Regions from separate parts of the Mus musculus genome. Here region 2 is linked to region 1. Evidence: chromatin contacts called from public Hi-C data. All regions are on one chromosome and are shown on one strand. The core of a region is the stretch at or near the end of the contact, and the rest is flanking DNA. Distances in the headings are between cores, read along the strand shown.

Region 1 (7,307 bases), core at 1,857-4,356:
CTCCAGTGACTGTTGTGGATGCTTCAGGCTTACCCAATGCCACCTCCTTACATTTCTCTCCCCTCCCTGACTGGGTATGCTTTCCAAACTGGCTGCGTGGCAGATGCCCTCAGGCTGCTGGAGCCTGAAAGCCCAAAGATCCAGGAAACTTATTCCTCTGAATGTGGCCCTTCTTCCTTCGTGGTGGATGGGTGTGGTGACAACCTATCTTACCTAATCTGCCAAGTACATCTGAGCAGGCTCCAGAGCTTCCCTGTAGTTGGCAGCCAGCGAGTCTCTACAGATCCCGCTTCGTACAGCACTCCTGCAGGTGCCCCCACCCCCATCCCTGCTCCCTCCTTCACTTGCCATCTCCAGGTACGTTTTTAGGGAGCTCTACGACTTCTCAGAAGAGGAACAAAGCAGACTGTAACAAATCCCATTCTATATTCTTGCCGTGCTGCTAGTGCAGGGCTAACCGGAAGAACAGTCGAGCTTCCCCATCTTCCCTAGTGCCAGCCTGACCCAACCTGGAACAGCTGGGGGCTTCATGATCTATGAGCACAGTCTTCATATAGGGTGTTCTCCTCCCTGGGACTCTACCACACTAAAGGCTGGTAGAAGATGTGTTACTGGAAACAGATATAAAACACGCTATCCTGGGATGTCTAAGAGTGCCGTAAGTCAAAATGAAGGAAGGCAGTGGCGCTACTGCTCTCTTCTAATTTTAGAATCCTGATATTGTACCTAATCTCCGCTGAGTAAAGAAAAAGATTTGGGAGCATAATATGTCCAAGAGCAGGAGCCAAGTAAATGAAGGCTGTTACATGTTATCTAAATTCAGCAGTATCAGGGGTCGTTCCTGAAGGTGTAACTAGTGTTCTGACTGTCTTACAGGCTCCATCAGTGCTAAATATGGCCAGTCTAATTTTTGCCGCTGACACTGACTTAATCTTCTATGATGGCACCCCTACTCCCAATCTTCTGTCTCTTAATGTGGAATGGGCACCCGGGGTCCTGATAGGAAGAAATCCCACAGACAGAGATGAGACATTTGAAGAGATGGCGGAGACCACAATATGACTCACATAGGGTTCATCTGAATGAGAGAACTTTCTGCTCTATGCTTCTCCTAATCTTGGATTAAGCAAACAGAAAGACACTCAGAAGAGGTCAGTCAGCCCACAGTGTAACCGAGAGCACAAAAGAGCAGCTTGGAAGAGGGAGGGCTAAGCCTTAGCCTAGGAAAGGGCCAGTCCCACCCACCCCACTGTGGGTGAAGGTGCTGCTTAGACATTCTTATTCACATATGCTAATTATACAAGATAGCAGGATGCCTGAAAGTATTTATTGCTGTCTAATATTTTGATAAGGAGAAACATGAGGAAAACTCGTTTCCGTTTGGAAATCTCTTGCTTCTTTGTTCAGCTACTATTGATTTGTAACAAATTGTTCTCAGTGAGGAAGAAAGAGCAGATTTTCTGTTTCTTTTCCTGTGAGTATATAATTCTATTTTATAAATCCAACACAAATAAATCTACTTTATGATAATTTTAGAGGCTAAAATTCATGCCTGTAGGAATCACAATAAGATGCATACAATATCTGGTTAAAAACTTAAGAAAAAGATTAAGTATCAATGCTACAACTGTAATCTCTTGCTGAATAAAATTTAAAAATTTATGGTAACAAAAAGGGATTTTATTCTTAATGATGTGTTTGGTTCACTTAGTTGTAATTTTTTTAGGGGAAGGGTCTGTATAGACCAGAATGGATAAACCAGGAGGTTTGTTTCTGGTTTGTTTGTTTGTTTGTTACTCCAATCCCTCTAGCTCAAACAAAGCAAGAGCTGTCTTTGCTTAATAAATCAGTGGCTACCCATGACAGGAGGAAACAATTACTGGGAAACCTGCCTAGTGGAAGGTTGTTTTGCAAGACAGAGGATGTTGCTGCCTTACTCACTGTAACATCCAATGCGCATGTTGTCACTGGAGGGAACTTGGGAAAATACAAATGTCATCTGTCAGTGTTCTCCCTCCGGTCCCTTGATTTCTCACTATCCTAGCCAATGTCTCCACCCTCTATTGTGGCTTGCATCCCTGTCCCAGGCTTTCCCTCCCTCTCCTTCCTTGCCCACCCCCCCAGTCTTCCTATGCAGCCTTGTAGCTAGTCTGCCTGCATTCAAATGAAGGTCCCATCACTTCCTCTCTGAGCAACCTTGAATGAGTTGCATAACCGCTTTCTGCCTCGATTTTCACATTTCCCCCCCATAAAATAGATCCAAAGATCCTCTCCTATCTGTGTGGTTTCCATGTGGGTCATCAGATTTGGCTGCCAGTGCCCTCCCCCACTAAGCCACTGACCCTATAATTTGTGCTTTAACTAGATTTATAAAAATATACAAGAAATAAAAATGTAGATGATACAGATTTGTACATCTTAGTTGAATCTTCATACTTTGAAATTACTAGTTTTGGGGTTTTTTTGGTTTGTTTTGTTTTTGAGACAAGATATCTTTATATATAGCCTTGGCTATCCTGGAACTCAATCTGTAGACCAAGCTAGCCTCAAATTCTTGAAATCTGTCTGTTTGTCCCCACTGGGTGCTGGGATTAAAGGTGTGTGCCACCACTGTCTGGCTTAGAAATAAAGTTTTAATTAGAAGTGTTTAGATGAACTTGGTCCCATGTATAAGTTTATGTGTTTTATATATAAGATAATTTGATTAAATTTCAAAGTGAAGTGCTGCTTAAATGGTCAGGGGAATTTGCCTTGGGCAATTTGTACATAAGTTCATAATTAATAAAAAGTTTGAAGAGCTGGTGCTGAAAACCCTAGGCTGTCACATCCCTTCCTTGGGCACAAGCTTCTGGCCTGGCTCTCCAGTTTAACTTGACTAACATTACCCAATATGTTCTACTTTAACCACGAGAGGCACGGGCTAGTTCCCTCATGTTACTACTTCTGTTTCCCTTTAACAGTAAACATTTTCAAAATAAAATCATTCTCAAGCTTCTCCCTGGGTCACACGTGGACCTCTAGGGGAGAGTCTTGCCCCACCTTTTTTGGTGTGACTGTCGTTCTGTGACATGCCACTAGCCACTGAGGGTTTCACAACCAGCTCTCAGTTCACAGAGGTCAATTCACAGAGTTTGTTCATTTCCATGTGATACACCCATGGGACCCAAGGACAAGCTACACACACTATCCCTGCCAGCTGGCAAGGATCCAGCTCCTGCCACACTGGGTCAGGTCCTATCACTCGCCCACAGACTCTGCCACTGTGCCTAGCTGTTCACCCCTTCTTCGGACACTAGGCTTTCAGGTTTGCCTTCTTCATAGTTACCATCTCGTTGTGTCAGTTTTACATTTTTGGAGAATTTCTCCCAAATTTACTTCATTGAAAATTTTAGTCTTCCTTCTGGGTTCTCAATTTGCCTTTCGAAGGCACTGTGTCTTGTACAATAAGCACATAGCTTTTTTTTTTTAAGTCTGAATATTTCTTATAATTTTCTCTTTCTTTCTTTCCCCCCTTTTTTTCTTCCCATTTTTGGTTCCTGATTAATGTCCGTAGAGTCGGGACTTTTTCATTTGTCCACCTGGGATTGTTTAAGCTTTCATGCTTAGCCATTTTTCATGTGTCTTCTAATTCTCCACTGTCTATTCATATTTAAGAAAGGAGAGTTGAGTTGATCACGTTGTTGTTCTGAGTCTGCATGTGTGATGTGTGCATCTGTGTGTGGGTGTGCATATCCACTTGTGTGGACGTGAGAGGATCCTTACCATCCACCGTATATGAGACAAGGTCTCTCTGTTGTCCACTTTCGCGTATGCAGACGGGCTGAGGATTCTGGGGAATGTCCTGAGGCCACTATGCGTCTTACCATAGAGGTACTGGGGCTGCCAGTGCGTGCTGCTCTATCTGGCCTCACATGGGTTCTAGGGATGCAAACTCGGACCCTCAAGCTTTCATGGCACGTCTGTTACCAACTAAATCATCTCTCAAAACGGAATTGATTACTCTTGAGGGCTTGGATGCTACCCCTTCTACAGAGGAGGAAGATAGGTTTTGGAAACAAGCCTCTCCCGTGAGCAGTCGTAGGGGAAGCCCAGCCCATGCTCCTTGCAAGGATGGCTTTGCTCCGGAGCCTCCACTGTGGAAGTCTTTGGCTGTCCTCTACTGTTTTAGTATATTTGGAAGGGGGTGGGGAACAAGCCATCTGGATTCCTGCCTGCTGTCACTGCCAGACTTCTGAGAGTTCTCTAACAGTGAGGGCAAGAGTGATGGGTGGGAATGAAGCGGAGGAGTAGGTCCGAAAGGCACAGCCTGGGCTCACTACTCAACCCATTTTTCAGATCCTCTGTATTCTTTATTGTGCACTGCACACTGTAAGTGCAGAGCCTGCCTAGGGAGGTCACTGTAATTATCTGTCAACATCTTTCCCAGTTCCCTTTGGACCATGATTTTCCCTTTAGCCTTTCTCCCAGCATTCCATACTGCCCACAGCCCCGCCCACTCATGTTCAACACCTGGCTTTATTTTTTTCCACTGCTTCCACTCTTTTATTCTTTGATGTCCATGTCCACATAGAAGATAAACGTGGGCAAACGCTCAGTTCTGCCACTTGGCTAGCCTTGACCTCTCTGTTGCCTAAAGGCTGTACCTTTACACTGTCACATGCCAATCATACCACGAAGGCAGGACCTAAGTGTACGAGCAGTATTTCTGCTGAGTAATTTCTCCTGTTCTTTTAAAGTGAGTCATCTTTACCCGAGCTCTGACGGTGGCTGCGAAGGATCAGCTTTGGAGTCCAACAGAAAGCGTTTCTGGGTGATGTTCTGCCTTCCACTCACAGTGACCACAGGATAACCCATCTGGCTAGTCCAGGTGTCCATCACTTCTTTCACTGGCAGATTGCTTGCCTGTGGTTGGGAGGACAATGGAGCTCCATTAGTTTGTAAATGCGGGGAAATTAAAAATAATTAGTGATATTAAAATGTAAATTGCTTCGGAATTGAGCGGACAAGGCCTTCCTCACCTCTTGCAGTGAATCCCAAAAGTCGGAAGTTTTTGCATTCGCGAACTGGAATTTTTTCAAGTAAATCTGTAAAAGATGAGTACTTTAAAGGCCAGTCTTCCTTCACCCAAACCTCCCATAACTGCTCCTGGTGTTTCCATGGCATGAGATAACATAAGCACACACACACACACACACACACACACACACACACACACAAACACCATCCAAGAAACAGCAGTGACTTTCTTGCAGTAAAACATCATTTCCAGACACTGATATTTCAGTGCTGTTTGATTTTCATATGATTAAGTATTGTTTCCATTTTTCAGCCGTCTTAAAGGTGGACACTTCCTCAGTTCTTGAACTTAAATGCTAGTGGGTCGAATTTGCCATGCTAAGGAAGAGAACAGGCATGAAGTCTTTTGAATAATGATCAAGGTGGTTATGAGTAGATAGGAGAAGTTACTCACTTAGGAGAGCAAGTCTTTATTCTTCAAATACTTTTAAAACATAAATCTTTTAAATAGAAAGCTGTCCCTTTGGAAGTTTTGCTCACAAGATCTCTGCATGGGAATTTCAGAAGCACTGAGACAGCCCCCCACCCCCACCCTGAGAGCTATCTCAGTCTTTCCTCATCCCTTACCTGGCCAGTGCTGGGGGGTTGGTCTTTGGAGACTTGCCAGTGTTTCTGCTCTCTCCCTGTCCTGTGCGATTTAATGTGTGGGAATCTTACCTAGAAATCAAACTTTTCAAGTGTTCCCAGGGCGTAACTTTGTATATAACATTTAATCTCTAAGTTGCTTTAAAGTTTCAGGAAGCACTATATGTAGGTCACATTATCTTCTATATTCTTCTTTGTTCTGGGCACTTAGAAATAAAACAAACTTCCAATCCCAGAACCCCTCCAAACATGGCTGAGGCTGCCTTGGAATCCTGCCCCTATGTTAATTCTTTTGGTTAACTCACTACTCAATACTACCACCAGAGGGCAGACAAAGGAAGGAAGAAGTGTGTTTCTGATCTTCATTCCAGACTCTTAGTATATAGTAACACTTAGTATATAATAACAGTTCTAACTGTAGCTACAGGTTAATACCATCTTCTAGGGAGCAATGCCTTCATAAAAGCATCGTAGAGGAGTTCATTTGCTCAGTGGGTTGTGTTTTGTTTTGTTTTGTTTTGTTTTGCTGATTCTTGTTTACTTTTGAGACAGAATTTCCCTGTGTAGTCCAGGCTGGCCTTGACCTTGTGTCTATCTTGCTAAATATTGTTTGTTTGTTTGTTTGTTTGTTTGTTTGTTTGTTTTTTGGACACTTGCAACATTTTTTCAGCAGAGAAATAGGCAAGCCATCTTGGAACTAGATAGGGCCTTAAATATTACTTAATATAATGCTCCTGTTTTTGTAATGAAAGAAATGGCCCTGTGTCCTTGGAGGAAGAGAGGAGTGTCTGAGACTGGTTAGCAGGAATCTGACTGCTGGATCAATGTGTGGGTATTAGTTTGGCTTTTCCTCCTCTTCCTCCTCCCCCACCACCTCCTCCTCCTCCTCCTTCTCCTCCCCCTCCCCCTCTCCTCCTCCTCCTCCTTCTCCTTCTTCTCCTTCTTCTCCTTCTTCTCCTTCTTCTCCTTCTTCTCCTTCTTCTCCATTGCAGTTTATTGTTTCTCATGAAATATAAGCCAGATTGAATCTTACATAAACAGTACCAAAAAGTACCACTTTTATCTTTGCCAGGTCAGTGCTTCCTAATAGTCAACACTCAGAATTTCCTTTCTTCTCCTTATCACAGTCATGTTAACTTTTGAGTCTAAATCACATGACAAGCCAGGCCATAGCTCCCTCGTTAGCTGGTACTGGTGAGCACAGACGGAAAAGGAACAGTGTGTGCTGTTAGTGTCCTAGGAAGGAAAGGCCTTCCCAGATCAGCCATTCATCTTTACCCAGGTAATAGTAGAACAAGAGAAGATAGATACATTTCTCATACATTTCTTACTAATGTCTCACCATCTATTGCACCTTTACAATGCGCAATTGTGGCCCAGGAGTCTTTCAGTGAATGACAGCATCATTCTGTTGTGTGACGCTGTACTTGGTAAGACGAACACAGAAAAGGAGACAACTGGTCGACCCAAATTTCAGAGTCCCACTTTTCCTAATGGAGAATCAGCCTGGGTAGAAAGCTAGAATTTATAAAGGAAAGTCCTTGAACGCCAGTTTCCCAGACCATGGGACTTTGGGGCAACAGCCATGGTGTGATGACAGGTGTGTTCAAGGGTGAGTCAGGTGACAGGGTGAATGTCCCAGGTGA
Region 2 (7,307 bases), core at 2,184-4,683, 290 kb after region 1:
GCTGCTAACAATCTTGATTCTGGTGTGAACCGAAGTGCACGCTCACCTATGTTTGCATACACACAGCTCATGTACAAATACAGGCACGGAGCTGCCTTTGATACCTCAAAGTGATTGCACGTGATGTTCTCATATGCCGATCTAAGATGCCTGGGGCCTTTTAGACAGGTTGAGCCTCGGTGAGTACGTGGAGGGATTACTGTCCTCAGCTCACACGATACAGTTCCACTTCAAGTCAACTGCCAGAATGGATGATGGCCAAGCTGTTGGTTGATTTGACTTATTACTTATCACTTATTACTGTGTTACTTTCATTTTCCTAAGGGTTTTCATGGGACCTTTGTCCTTTCCTTTTTTCCTTGGTGGTGGTGGTGGGGGGTGGTGGTGGCAGAGGTTGCATCCTGGGCTTTTCTTAAGTTGATTCTAATATGCTCTGACTTGACTAACTTAAGAACTAATAAAGGCCAAGATACCCAGGAAATGTGTGCAAGAGTTTTGAGTTCTGTTTTCTTGCTCTTTCCCGTGGGTTAGGTCAAGTCAGTGTTTTTATAGGAGGCTGTATAGATGTTATTGTGTAGTGGGGTGTGTGTGTGTGTGTGTGTGTGTGTGTGTGTGTGTGCACGAGCTTGAGTGTATGTGGTGATTACTACAGAATTCTTGTGACAGGGTTTTATTTACGTTGTTCTGGGTATCATGAAGAATCAAGAAGCCAGGCCTTGATTAGAAGGTGGGGATTTCCTTCACAAGGTGTGTTTCAGTCACAAGTCCATGTAACCTAATGCAGACCTTGAAACCTCACTGATGGTGTCATGCAATCTCCCTTGTCTCTCACTCTCTCTTTCTCGAGTGTTGACTCACAATTCAAGATGACAACTGGCAGGAGCAGGTCTGAGTCAGACCAAGGCAGAGAAGCAGAGGACCAAGACTCACACACACCCACAAAAGGGTGTGTCGTCAATGTGAACATGTTTTCAAATGCTTTCTCAAAGGCATGCCAGCCAGCCACTTGTGCCTACGTTGTCATTGCTGCAGCTCTGTCATTTGGCTGTCTCCATTGTCATGAGGAGGAAAAAGCAAGGCTGAACTGTGCTGGTGGGGGGGAAGTTGAGTCAAGGTGAGCCTTCATCGAGCCTGCCCGGGAGCCATCGTATGGGGCAGTCTCTTGGAAGACTCAAGGACTTCTGAATACTCTTATTTAGCTGTCAAGAAGGAAGAGAGTTCCACCATGCCCGGTTTCAAAACATTTGTCTCTAAAGCTCCGTGGGAAGACAACTTTATAGATTAGTTCAATGTTTGGAAATATTCTAATGTGCTAATCCTACCTTGATAGACATTTGTTTCAGTGGTTTTAAATCAGTTTACAGAGCCCCTGTACAATCATCCCTCACCCTGCTCAGTGCCAGGTACCCACCAGTCAGCTTTCTGTCAGTTAGCAGTTGTGTGTCCCTAAGGAAATACAGAACACAGTACTAATATTTGATATTCACAAGTATTTACTTTCTTTTCTGGGAGAAAAACACCCTCAACCTTTTGCAAAGTACAATTCAGTTTCAAAAGAAACATCTATAATCCTTTCCTCGAAGTAGATCTGTCAAATAATGGAAGATGATACTCTATTTTTTATGAAAAAAAAAAAATTGGTGTTACGTTGGAGGCCCCAAGTGGGTTATCTTGCTCAGCAATCTCATATTTACCCGGCCCCATCTATCTAGCCTTTCTTGGATTTTTAAAATCATATCGCCATGTTGCTGAGGACTTTGTGTCTTGCTTAGGAATCTAGGTGGCAGTTTTCTTAGTCCAGAAACTAGCACCATTGACACACAGGGTGGAGACGTCCGACCCAGGATTAAACACCAGAACAAGTAAGGAAGTGTCAGCTTTGACCGGGTGCCCATTGCTCATTGGAAAATACGAAGTGTGTTTGCAGAAAGCACGTGTTGAACCTTATATACTTACACCTCTGTGCGGCATGAGATCCACTTCGCTGCCAGCTTCCCACCTGGAGTGTGCTGACCTGGAACTGTAACCAACTACACACACGGAGCTTGGCTTATCTAGCCTCCGCCTCAGCCACTGCTAGGCTTCTCCTATAAGAGTGCAGGCTTTTGCTTCCGTTTCATCCCTAAGTGATACCACAAGTCCAAGCCTCGATTCCTCGATGTAGAACCATCTGTTGACTTTCAACGGCTTAGTTTTAGATGGAAGTTTGTATGGTCCACTGAAGCTGTCTTATTTAGGGTTTCTGTTGCTGTGTAGAGACACCATGACTGGCAACTCTTATAAAGGGAAGCCTTTAATTGAGCTATAGTTCAGGGGTTTAGTGCGTTACCTTTCATGGCAGAAAGCATGGTGACGTGCAGGCAGGCATGGCGCTGAAGTAGTAGCTGAGAGTTCTACATCTGCAACATCCCCCTCCCCCAAGACTTCATTTTAATTCCTAGTCTTTTATTTTCATTGTTATTAATTTTATATAGGTAATAGTAACGTTTAACTTTATTATAAACTAAAATTGGCTTTGACTTGTGGTACAGTTGCATTATCTTAAAGCTAGACAATCTGTGTTATTAACATCCACGGAGGTATTTTTGTGGGTAGGCAGTAGGTTATTTTTAGAAATACTTAAGGCAGAGGTGCTTAGAATGTGTGAACACGAGCTGGCGGGATAGCTCAGTCATTGAGTGTTTGCCATGCAAGCAGGCATGGGATGCTGAGTTAAATCCCCATTGTCCATGTAGAAAGCCAGAAGTGACTGGTGTGTACTCTGGGGAAATAGAGACACCCTGCAGCTCACTAGCCAGCTGCCATTAGGCGAGCCTCAGGTCCCAGTGACAGACCCTGTTTTCGTCACAAAACCACTTAGCCTTATTTTTTTAGATTGAAAGTCGTGTGTCATTTGTTCGCACTATAGAGGGCTTCTTCTGGTAGTTTCATTTCTGCAGTGTCACAGAAGCTTCGCTCTGAGCATGCGCTTTATGTCTGAGCATGCGCTGTACGCCGTAAAGCCACCTGTGAGCTGTACTCCCTGCTGACTCTCAAAAGAAAACTCAAAATTTCCTCGTCCTTGTCTAGAATCCGCACATGCCGAGCAAAACCAGCTTGCTCGTGCAGCAGAATCAATGTGCCTGTAGTCAAGCTCTTGTCTAATTAAGAAATGATCTTGGCAGCTTTCTTAAAGAGCCGGGGTGGGAGTGTATGTGGAAGCCGAATGTTGATGCGGATGGACTCCTCGGTTGCTCTTGAACGTATAAATTGTTCTTTCCACTCAGGTTTCTCTTGCAAAGCCAAACCTGAACTTATGAGGCCACAGACAGCTGGGGGAAGTGGCTCGGTGGACAAAGCAGTTGCCATGCAACCATGGAGCCCAGAGTTCACATCCCAGAATCCCAAGTCGAAAAGTCGAGTGGGCGTGGTAGCATGAGGTCTCTCATGCCTGTGCTCAGGGGTCACTGGGGTCAAGCTGGCTAGCTTGGCCAGCTAAACCACTGAACTCCAGGTCCAGTGAGAGTCTGCCTCAGTAAATCAAGAGCGACTGAGAAGGAAAAGATCAGGTGGTCAGGCTTAGTGGCTAAGTGCCTTGTTGAACTGTCTTGCTAGCCCAACTGGCCGTTCAGGGTAAAAAGGTCTCTAGTCACCACATATACAGATCACTCTGCTCTGTGATAGGATGGGCTCCTGGAGGACTCGCAGCTGTAGCCAATGTTCCGATTCTCTGCCCTTCCCAAATCCAGCGAGCACAAAGCAGATACTTGTAGACCAGAGACCAGCCAGACCCTTTCATAACTCCAGAGTTCCTTGGGTTGTGTGACCTGGGTTACCTTGGAAGCTTCACTGCCCTTTCAACTTCTGTCCACATAAGGATCTATGCGAGTACACGGGCAAAGGGCAGATATTAAAAACCTACGAACATGAGTTTCGAAATGGCCAAAAGGTGACGTGCTTCTTGCAGTCAAGAAGCTGGTATTTGCCAGAGGTCATTTGGGTTCACCCACTGCAGTTACATAGAATCAAGGGCTGAGTTCTGGCCAATAGCTAGTTTGGGCCATCTGCCTACTGTCCGCCAGCTTGATAGCAAAGAGGCGGAGACCAGTGTTACACACCTTGTTAGCCTTGGAGAAGCCCTCCACCTGTCAGTGCAAGGCAGAGGAACCACCTTTGTAACATTGAAAGGTGGTAACCCAATACTCTACTCTGAATGGCCGAATCCACCGCAGCCAGCACTGGCTGCCTTCTGACTGGTCGTGAAAAGAACGAGCAGCTTGCTGTCTAGTTTCAGGACTGCAGATAATGTGTGTGGATAATTACCAGTACATCATGGGCCTTTTAACTTTTTGTTTGTTTGTTTTGTTTTTTTCGAGACAGAGTTTCTCTGTGTAGCCCTGGCTGTCCTGGAACTCACTCTGTAGACCAGGCTGACCTCAAACTCAAAATCTGCCTGCCTCTGCCTCCTCCCAAGTGCTGGGATTAAAGGCATGCACCACCACTGCCCAGTTTTTTAAGGCTTTTTTTCTTCTTTTTTTGCCTTTTAACTTTTGATTGAATCAACTGAATGGATACCTGCGACTCCCCCTCCTTACTGCCCCCCAGTAAGTAATTAAATATGTACAGGAGCCCCCCCCTTCCATGATAAATAGATAGGAAGGAGAAAGCTAAATTTTTTTTTCAGAAACACCTCCTGTAGAAGGCTAATAAGAAGCGTCCTTTGTTAGCATCTCTTTCTCAGTATAAAGGCTTGAAGTGGGTCCCTTTCACCTGAGCTCAGAACCTTGTGACTTTTTGTGCTGATTTTTTTTTTTCAGTTGTATGTGTGGGGGAGAGCGTGTTATCTGTCTGTGTGTGAGTTTGGGTGTGGAGGCCAGAGGACAACTTTTAAGCCTTCCACTGTGGGCTCTACAGCTCCAGGTCAGGCCATCCATTCATCCAGTTCGTGCTTTTATTTTACCTTGAGCCAGCCCCTCCCCGCTCCCCAACACACACACACACACACACACACACACACACACACACAAATTTCTTTGAATAAAATATTCCAATTACTGCGGTACAGTATCACACCGTTCCATTTTCAGGCTGATCAAAGTAATCGGCTTTGTTTTTGGCAAACCCTTGCCTACCGAAACACGTTCTGCCCTGCTGACTTGGGTGCCCTTTTGACTTTGCTGGCAGCGGAGGAGGACCCATTAGAGGACAGGCTGTGCATTCCTTCACAGCACCGATGTCAGTTATTGCTGTCCACGATGTCTCTGCTGACTTTAATAGTCACACTGAGAAAATATGGTAGGTGGTGTTAGGCCCCAAAGGAGTGGGCACATAGACAGTGTTTTCCGGCCTTGCTCATCAGTGCCCAGTAGAACTGCTGAAGCTGCCTGGGAAGCCACAGCAAGCGTTCCACAAATGTTAAAAAACAAAACAAAAAGCTAGTGGGGTTACAGGAACTTGCTGGACACTTTTAGCAACCGGGGAAAGGAAAAGCCATCATTTTTTTTAAAGCTATCTAGATTTAGAATCTAGTAAGTTTGAAGCACAGACTCAGAGTCAGCTTTAGCATAAATTATCCCACCCACTAATATATTTTCTTTTCTCTTAAAATATGTCCCCAGTGCAAGATTCTACTTTAGAAAGAGGATCTTGCTGTGTAGCCAGCCGTGGTTGGCCTGGAACTCACTTTGTAGACCAGGTTGGCTCCAAACTCCTAGATCTACCTGCTCTGTGTCCCGAGCTCTAGGATCAATGGGATGGTCTACACAGCAACATGATAGCTGTTAAATATCCAATATGTTATGTATTTATTTGTATAACAGAGAGCTACTTATGGGAAGTTCTGTGATATAAGACTCAGGGCATTCGAAATTAAGGAAGACATCTACAACTCATTGGAATGTTGACGAGGTGACAAGCATGATGACTTAGTACACAAAAGAGATTAAGTGCTCTAGTTGGTGTGTTAAAGAGAAATAATAGCACAGTGGTAATGAATAAAACAAGCAGAGAATCTGAAGGATGGCAAGTTAGAGTTTATGTGGAAGTAAATAGAATGATTGGTTAATAGCAAAAGATTGTGTTACATATAGAAATACCAATTTCTTATCCTTGTATAACTTCCTATTGAATTTTTTTTTTTTAGATAGAGGATTTTAGAAAAGCTAGAGATTACACAACAAATCAGTTTACGTAAGAAGACACAGACACAAACATCTGTGCAGTGTGTCCATTAAGTTATGTGTTGTGTTTTTTGTAGGTGCACAGGTGTTTGGTGTATATAAATGTTCCTGTGGTCATGTGCATATGGGTATTTGAGTTTGGTGGCACATATTCTACCGTGTGTGTGTGTGTGTGTGTGTGTGTGTGTGTGTGTGTGTGTTTAGAAGCCCAGAGGTCAATCAGTGTTCTCCACTCTACATTTTGTTGGTTTTCAAGACAGGGTTTCTCTGTATAGCCCTGGCTGTCCTGGAACTCACTCTGTAGACCAGGCTGGCCTCAAACTCAGAAATCCCCCTGCCTCTGCCTCCCAAGTATGTCACCATGATCCAGCCTCTCTGCTTTTTAAGACAGGTGCTCACTGAACCTTGAGCTCATTGAGGGGAGCGATCCACCCATCCTCCTCCTACCCCACCTGCCAGGCCCTGACCTCATAGCCCAACATGGTGCCTGTTACATGGGAAGTAAGGGTCCAGAAACTCAGTCCCTTTATTTGCCCAGCAGGCACTTAACCTCCTGAGGTAACTCCCCTGCCACTCTAGCAGCTTACATTACATCTCGCCCTTAAGTAGTCAAGACCTCTTCCTGTCGGTTGATCGTGGAAAACCTCTGTTGTCAGTTGTTGACTTAATGCATGCAGAGGCCTTGCCCTCAACTGGGACACTGCTTTCCCGGTTTTCTTGTATAGTTTTCCACCCTGTGAAAATGTAATTGTTTTATGGATGAACATGGCTCAAGGAAAGATATACTTTCTTAAAAGAGAAAAAAAATGGTTTCCAGAGGTGCTTTTCAGTCAGTCGTAAAGCCAAACATTAGGGGCTGGTGAGATGGCTCAGTGCGTTAAGGAGCTTGCTGACCTCCATGTACCCTGAGATTGACCCTGTTAAGGAGCTTGCTGAGTTCCGTGTACCCGGAGATTGACCCCTGGAAGCCAGGTGAAGGTGGGAGGAAAGAGCTGACTTTGCAAAATTGTCCACTGCTATAGTGATGTGTGGGCACATGTGGGACCGGTTGGTGTCTGACGCATCCTGCAGTGTGTGTTCCGAGAGGGGAAGCCCCTGGGGATGCGAGGCACATCAGCCTTCCAGTTCTCCAGGGGAAAGAGACTGAGT

Evidence for each region. Hi-C and Micro-C count contacts between places; a contact is called where the count stands out from the background.
Region 2: a Hi-C map of liver shows a contact between it and region 1, with 2.4 times the contacts expected there. The contact joins two enhancer-like sites. A contact is called at or near these places in 2 of 15 datasets of contacts at CTCF or cohesin (large pre-B cells and pro-B cells), 1 of 484 Hi-C or Micro-C datasets (liver), 5 of 115 datasets of contacts at active chromatin or transcription factors (DN3 thymocytes, the NIH/3T3 cell line, astrocytes and 2 more) and 1 of 9 other capture datasets (embryonic stem cells).

The regions. Positions count from the first base shown.
Region 1 is chr3:129,294,080-129,301,386 of GRCm38.p6, forward strand. It overlaps Enpep (glutamyl aminopeptidase), which reads right to left. Exons shown (of 20, transcript NM_007934.3): 9 at 5,019-5,084; 10 at 4,751-4,902. Among named protein-coding and RNA genes, the nearest start is that of Enpep, 35 kb to the right of the region's middle. Within about 2 kb of position 3,107, at least 18 of the 459 cell types and tissues checked have an H3K27ac peak or open chromatin away from gene starts, as enhancers often do. A contact at or near this core is called in hepatocytes and liver, where this site is marked.
Region 2 is chr3:129,588,043-129,595,349 of GRCm38.p6, forward strand. All of the region lies in intron 2 of Elovl6 (ELOVL family member 6, elongation of long chain fatty acids (yeast)), which reads left to right. Among named protein-coding and RNA genes, the nearest start is that of Gm35986, 59 kb to the left of the region's middle. Within about 2 kb of position 3,434, at least 80 of the 459 cell types and tissues checked have an H3K27ac peak or open chromatin away from gene starts, as enhancers often do. A contact at or near this core is called in hepatocytes and liver, where this site is marked.